2 separate regions of the Mus musculus genome follow, and region 1 is linked to region 2. A link is a contact called in public HiChIP or PLAC-seq data. All regions are on one chromosome and are shown on one strand. Each heading gives the region's core, a stretch centred on a gene start, on an enhancer-like site or on the middle of the called end of the contact. The rest is flanking DNA. Distances are from core to core; before and after follow the strand shown.

Region 1 (3,753 bases), core at 138-2,637, 1.0 Mb before region 2:
AGTCCACTGCAGCGTCTTCATCGGCACCAGAAAAGAACGGGCTGGGCTGCTCTTGTTACTTGTTACCTGGAAACGTGTTACACACACACACACACACAGCACCCAGAACTTATGAATCAGTCATTCTGTTAAGGTTATTCCTGGGAAATTTCTGTACACATTAAAGTTAGAAAAGTTAACAGACTAGGTGCCTTCCTGATGTTTTTCGTAATTATTTTAACTGACAAGTAAAAATATTGTGGGCATGCATGTGTGTGTGTGCGCGTGCGTATACATAGATACACATATATGTGTATATATACATGTTTATGTGCCACTTAGTTATAATATTTTATTATACATAGATTAATCAAACAAGTTAGCAACAATGACCGAGTACTCTCAATAATAATGGAAGTGTAACAAGACTCCTAACTCATAGCATGTCTTTGATCTATAGCCGGTGAAAACTACTTCCATGGCTAAGCAGCATGTTACCGTGGTCTCCCCAATGAGGATGTTATTCAACACAGTCGATTATAAACTGATTTCTTTTTTCTTTTTTAGAAAGGGTCTCACTGTGTAGCCCTGACTGTCCTGGAGCTCTCTTTGTGGAGATCTGCCATCCAGTATCCCAAGTGCTAGGATTAAAGGTGTGTGTCACCACGCCTGGCTTAAATTGACTTTTTATATATACACATTACGAGGAAAGCCGATGATTGGTTTGGGGCATTGAATATCTATTAGTGGAGCCAGATCACTATTTTCGCTTTAACTTTAATTATAAAAAATGTTGATACAATGCTCACTGGAACATGTGAACTTTTTTTTTTCTGCTCCAGAAAGCAGAAGCGCAACGCCGCCGGCTTTCACTTTCTAGTTCTGAAAATGCTTTTTAACTGCCCATTCTAAACTCTCACCCATGTGTGAATTTTTCTCCCTGCTCCGCAACTAGTGAATACTAGGAAAACAAAAATCGATTTAATTGCTGAGCAGAAAAACCAGCATCGGGAACCTTCTGCCACCTAGAGCCACAGAAGCACTCTTCTTTCACCGGAGTCCCCTCCTCTTCCTGACGGAAGCCGCGGGGAAGATGGAGTTAGTCCCGTGAACTTGAGCGGACATATTTTCCAGTTGTCCCAATTTCCCGCCGGACTTTAAACAGTGGAGTACAAGTCTGGAATGTACCATTCTCTTAAATCGGTCAGTGTATCAAAATGGAAACAGTCGTAGGAGTAGCCATAAGGAATCACCGAGAAAAAAATTTTACATTTCTTCTCTATAATATTGTCAAACTTGGGATCTACCAAAATCATTCTGAAACAAGTCATTCAATACCCCGCTGTTACACTTCCGGACTGGACAACTTAGGCTCGCTCTTACATCACTTCCGGGTTCACAGCCGGAGAAACCGGAAGCCTCGCGTGCTGAGCAGTGGTTTGTGCTGTTGATGCGTGGTTATGGGTCGGAGACGAGCGCCGGGTGGTGGGTCCCTGGGCCGAGTACTTATCCGGCAGCAGACTCAGCGAAGCCGCAGCCACCGTCATACTGACTCCTGGGTAAGGAAATCTGTGCTCTCCATAGTCTTTCTGTCTTGTTCTGAGTGCCTCCATGCTACAAAAGTTGGAGCCAGAAGTCGCGCCTGAACAGGGTTTGGAAGCAGACCCCAGCAGGGCGCAGAGAGGCTTGATACAGGACTAGTGTGTAATGAAAATGGGAAGAACCCATCGTGTTGGAATGTTTCACTGTGTTTGAGTTATGCTCTAGAAGCCACGGGCGCTCTTGGATATTTCTATAAAGAAGATAACTTGTTATCGTAAAATTTTGAAACAAAGTCTCCGTATGCAGCCAAGTTTGGCTCAGGACTGCCTTCCTCGTGCCTGTGCCTGGAGAGTTCTGGGTTTACAAGCCGTGGCCACCATGCTTGGATCTTTTAAACTTTCCGATTTTAGTTGCCCAGAGAATCGATCCTCTAGAGATGGTTCCGTTAGAGGCGATCTCTGCTTTGCCTTGTTTTGCCCCCTTGGGGTTTATCGTAAGAAATTGACATTGTCTCTAGAAGCTTAGGGAAGATCGTGGTAGCCTTAAAAAGTAAATGAAGTATAGAAATTAATCCCAGCAGAGTATTTGAGGACATTCCGAGTCCTCACTAAAATCCTGTGCTGAAGTTGTCCCTGGTGCGTGTCCGTTACATCGTCCCATTTCCAAACTCTGAGGAAGACACACATGCTTCTTTCTCAGTGTTCAAGTCTGGACTTTTGATACTACTCTCAATGTACTGGCCTTCGGGAAATAGTGGAGAGGTTTAATTTTAATCTAAAGAAATTCTAACTCATATCCTGATATTTGTTAATCCTAAGCTTTTAATCCTTAATTTCGTTTAAAAAAAAAAAAACTATGTTTGTATCTGTAGTAAGCATATAACTTGGGATGGTATATATCAAACTCAGGGTTGTTTTGGTTTTTTGGGTTTTTTTGTTTGTTTTTTGTTTTGTTTTGTTTTTTTTTGCAAGACAGGGTTTCTCTGTGTAGCCCTGGCTGTCCTAGAACTCACTCTGTAGACCAGGCTGGCCTCGAACTCAGAAGTCCGCCTGACTCTGCCTCCCAAGTGCTGGGATTAAAGGCGTGCGCCACCACCGCCTGTCCAAACTCAGGGTTGTATGAGAAATCAATTAGCAGGTAGCTCTTTTTTTAATGGTCATTCCAGGCAAGTCAGTCTCCCAGCCCTTGGGATTTGGGGCAGAGGAGACTAAGGGGAGTGGGGAAACAGATCTCTACACAGTTCACGATGGCCCTTAAACTTGTGGTCTCTGAGACTCCTGCTCCTTTGATGACAGCATGCACCACCACACTTGGCTTTAAAATATTCTCTCTCATAGATCCCTATGAAATATTTTTAATTGGCCAGCCGAGTCAAGACAGTCTGGGTTCTAGTTCTTCATCAGTACTTAGTTTGGAACAATAGGTAAATTATTTTACCTATTTAAACCTCAGTTTCCTTGATAGTAAAATGAGGACACAATAAAATTCGCTTCAATAAAGGGGGCGTGCCCTTGCTGAGGTAAGAAACTGTTCATTTAAATATTTGATCTTGTTTTTTTGCGTTGTTGGATATCGACACTGTTGACAGCAACGGGCAAGTGTTCTGCTGAGCTGTGCCCCCATCTTAGCTAGGATTAGGTATTGCCTGTGTACATTCTAGAAGAGTCCAGCCACTTTGAGAACATAGGCCAGTACAAGCAACGGTAGAGCTGTGTGGATGCGAAGAGCTTCCACAAGAGAGCTGCCTCACTCTTCACTCTGGGTTTATTCACAGCTGCATACAAGTGAACTCAATGATGGCTATGACTGGGGTCGTCTGAATCTTCAGTCTGTGACAGAGCAGAGCTCCCTGGAGGACTTTCTTGCAACTGCAGAACTTGCAGGGACCGAGTTTGTGGCTGGTGAGTTGTTTATTACCTAGTGCCTGTGACACTGGTCACACTGCCGTCTTGCCTACTTCATATGAATCCAAAAAGCAGTATGGGAAAGTTCCATGAGTGTAAGGCAAAGACCACACTGGTTTTTAAATTCAGCTCTAAAGAACGCTTCAGATGTCAGGCATGGTGGTACATGCCTTTAATCCCAGCACTGTGGAAGCGGAAGCAGATGGATCCTCTATGAATTCCAGGCCAGCCTGGTCTACATCCATTCCAGGCCAGCCAAGGTTACATAGTGAGACCCTGGCTTAAACACAGAACAAAGGTTGTATTTCATCATTGAGTTCAAAACATC
Region 2 (3,828 bases), core at 555-3,054:
GCCCAGCTGTATATGATTGATTAAACAAACAATACAAACTACAAACCTGTTTATTTGTAAACCAACTTTAAGTGTTTCCTACATACCTCTTTGAAAAGAGTATGCTATCTTCTACACTTTTTTCTGTTTTATAGAAAACTAGATGTCTCCACTTAATTATAAAACAGCAGCAATAGTAAAGTTGTAAATAGCTTATTTCAATAGAGAAGGTTGTGAACGTATTGCTAAATTAAAATCCCACAAGATTAAAAACAACCAACATTGCAGTAGAGGCAGTTGCACTGTGGACTTTTAATTAACTGTGATGAAAGGAATGGGTCCATTCCTTATAAGCATAATACATAATTTATACCATTAAAAAAAGTTTTGGGGAGAGGGCTGGAGAGATGGCTTATTGGTTATGAAGAAGGGCTAGTCTTCTAGAAGTCAGAGGTTGGATTCCCAGCACCCACATGGTGACTAACACCTGTCTGCTACTCTAGTCCCAGGTGACTGAATGCTGTTCTCTGTCCTCTGTGGGCAGCAGACACAGAAGTGGCACACAGATATACATGCTGGTGAAAGAGATACAAACATATTTTTAAAAGTTCTAGCCCGGCGTGGTAGCCCAAGCCTTCAATCCCAGCACTCGGGAGGCAGAGGCAGGTGGATTTGAGTTCGAGGCCAGCCTGGTCTACAGAGTGAGTTCCAGGAGAGCCAGGGTGATACAGAGAAACCCTGTCTCGAAAAACAAAAACAAAAACAAACAAACAAACAAAAGTTCTAGGGGCTGTAGAGATGGGTGGAAACCTTGGTGTACACTACTTCCTGTAATCAAATGTCTGAAACAATGTGCTAAGCTTGGGGGTTATTGGAACAACTTATATAGATAACATCAAATTTAGTATCAGTAAATGCATATAGCAATTCATAGAAATAAAACTACTTTGAGGTTTTCTACTTTAAAACAAGACTACAGCAACATCCGCAGCGAGACTGGAGAAGTGCATCGAAGTGGACCTCAACACTGAACAAGATCTCTGACGGGGCATCTCTTAAACACCGCCTGATATCATGCACAACACCACTCTAAATTTGACTCCAGTCAGAGGGTCAGGTAAACGGGCAGAGAGCCCTTTCCCGCGTATTATGAAAGGACATACTTTCAAGTATGCTGCTGCAAGTGCTACCAAGTAGCTGCAAGAGCAAAGTGTGCGCTGTGGCATGGCGTATGGCTGCAAGAAGGCAGTTAAATGACACGCACAGAGATACAAGGACAGAGCTAGGCCAGGCCAGAATAGCAACAATAAAAGCAACAACTAGAGACAGATAGCAGGGAGATCACAAGGACAGGGACAGGAACGATGGGCCAAGGCAGCAAAAATCTTCATGTTGAACAAGGAATGGTCACCGGCCAACTCCCGTCACTCCTTTGGGTATTCAAACATTCGCGAGAATTTTTTTAAGAGCCTCGGCCCGGCCTGAGGGTCAGTCACCTGCACATTCGGGAAGTAGTGATGGGTCAACCCTGCTGTCCAAATGGCCCAGAACCTGACATAACGGGGCCAGGTCGCAGGCCGCACTTACCAGGCCACGGCCGCCCGACCTGCTCGCCACATCCCGCCAGAGCAGACCACACACAGGCGCTGAGACGGCCACGGGGGGAACCCCGTGTCGGCCCCAGTCCGATTCCTGCTCCGACAATGACCCAGGAAGAGGCCCTCAGCAACAAGGGCATAGAGCAGCCACCGAGTCCCTCCCAATGGCGCATGGACTTCCGCAAGAGCCGGCTGGGCTCCCGTAGTCAGTCCGTCTCCGAAATAACCACCCACAGGAACGCTAGGCAGGCTGCACAAACGGGCCGCGGATGACATGCGCATGCGCGGGGAGCCACTGGGCGGGACCTGTGTAGTGCTCCTCTTCTTGGCTCCGCCCTCAAAGTGTAGGAATTTTGAAAATGAACTGGGCGGGCTGGGTGCAGGAAATCCACTGGACGAATGTTTATTAGGAGCAGCCAATTTAAGGAAATCTTTTAAAGATCATTTTCGTAGCTGAATCATATAGCCAGAAGATCGAGTATGCGAGACACCTTAGAAAGTCCGAGATCTGATTGGAAAGTGACTTCTGACATTTAAGCTGTAGGTTTGGGATAAACACATACAGTTTTATTAAGACACAAATGTTTTTGTTTTGTTTTGTTTTTTCATTCCCCCCTTTGTTGGCTTTCACCTGAATTTTAATGGCACCCATTTTATTGAAATGGCCCTTGTCAAAGTCTCTTAACAGCGCCATCTCTCCAGTAATGGCTCCTTAGTAGTATCTGCCTAAGTTCTCTTCTTAGTTTTCTTTTGATTTTCAAGACGTCAGATTCATTCTTCCTTCTCCTTGTAACCTATCCCTCCCCACTCCTCCCTATCAACCCCTCTTCGGACGTAGTTGATGTCTAGTCTCCTAGCTACCTGCTTCTCCCAACTATTATTTAATATTCAAAAGTTCCAGTTAGGTTTTGGGCCTTTTGAGTTCCTTCCTTTTTCTGGCTACATTTTCTCCTTAATAATCTAAATTATTTGTATCAATCCAAGTATCTTCTCCATCTTCAACCATTTTTGTATTTTTTTAAAGAGAACAGGGACTCAAAACAGGAATATTGCCAGTGAAAGATTGTGAAGTCGATTAATGGTGTTATTGGAAAAAATCAGATAGTCTTGTACTTTATTTCACTTCAAGGATACATTCCTTTCACTCGTCTCCCTTCCCCTGTCTCTGTCAGTCTCTCTCTCTCACACACGCACATGAAATACACACCACCACCAGCACCCCAAATAAATTGCTTTTTATCTAATTATCAAAACCATAAATCAGAATCCATCTAGTCACAATAGTGGCAAGTATATAAACGCAACTGTCTGACAGTAAACGTTCTGATTGCAGGACTTGAGGAATATATTTACTGTGATGACTGTCTCAATGATAGCTGTAGATAGAAACCTTCTATAAAGCCTAACCAGTATAAACCAAACTAGAAACCAGTTTAAACCCCAACTTTTTCTAGTATTGAATAAAAAATGCATTTGTTATTGTTGCTTCCTAATTCTTGTTGGAAAACACAAAAGGGAGAAGTAAGTGACGGCTGCTTCCATGTGTAATGTGTCTTTGCAGTTTACAAAGCCCTTGCTTTATAATTCCACTTCTAGGCTGGGACTATGTGTAACTTATGTCTACCATTGTATTAGATAGCAAAATAGAGTTAGCATGAAAGTCTCTAGATAGTAGCTAATTAAGTGAATTACATTCACACTAGTCACAAAACCTATGAGCTCTCAGTATCCAAATAGAGAATAATATCTGAAATAGATTGCCCTAATTTGAAATGGCTTTAATCTAGGTTTTTGTTTTGTTTTAACTTCACAATGCTGTCAAAGAAATGTGAAGAAGAAAATTCAATAGAAGCCATGCATCCAATACTTGTTTCAACCAGCCTGTTTTCTATATTTAATATATTATCTAATAAGGGTGATTTACTCAATCCCATATAAAATAGGCCACTTGACTGCTAATGTATCTGTTGTAAGCATGTTTAAGGTTAGAGGGCTAGACTGAGGTAGGAAGTTTGGGATATGGGTGTGCCTCAAGTGAGACTTTCAAGTTATAATGGGTTTATATGACATCCACTTCACGCTATGTACATTGAGGAACATCTACTTATAATGCTGAATAGGAAAATTAGTTAGACTGTTATGAAATCAAACCACCACCACTAGTTCAAATTCAGGCCAGAGTTTTTTTGTTTGGCTACACAGTGTGAAATGATGTTGGACTTTTGCTACAATTTAAAAACAGAGAAAATTT

The links. HiChIP or PLAC-seq counts read pairs in DNA pulled down with a chosen protein or histone mark.
Region 1: a contact with region 2 is called in a FOXA1 HiChIP or PLAC-seq map of pancreatic cancer cells. The contact joins the promoter of Lsg1 here to the promoter of Opa1 in region 2. A contact is called at or near these places in 1 of 39 promoter capture datasets (erythroid cells), 1 of 115 datasets of contacts at active chromatin or transcription factors (pancreatic cancer cells) and 2 of 9 other capture datasets (adipose tissue and liver).

What each region holds. Positions count from the first base shown.
Region 1 is chr16:30,585,223-30,588,975 of GRCm38.p6, reverse strand. It overlaps Lsg1 (large 60S subunit nuclear export GTPase 1), which reads left to right and starts at 1,387. Exons shown (of 14, transcript NM_178069.5): 1 at 1,387-1,538; 2 at 3,296-3,422. The coding sequence starts at 1,440.
Region 2 is chr16:29,577,310-29,581,137 of GRCm38.p6, reverse strand. It overlaps Opa1 (OPA1, mitochondrial dynamin like GTPase), which reads right to left and starts at 1,804. Exons shown (of 29, transcript NM_133752.3): 1 at 1,567-1,804. The coding sequence starts at 1,598.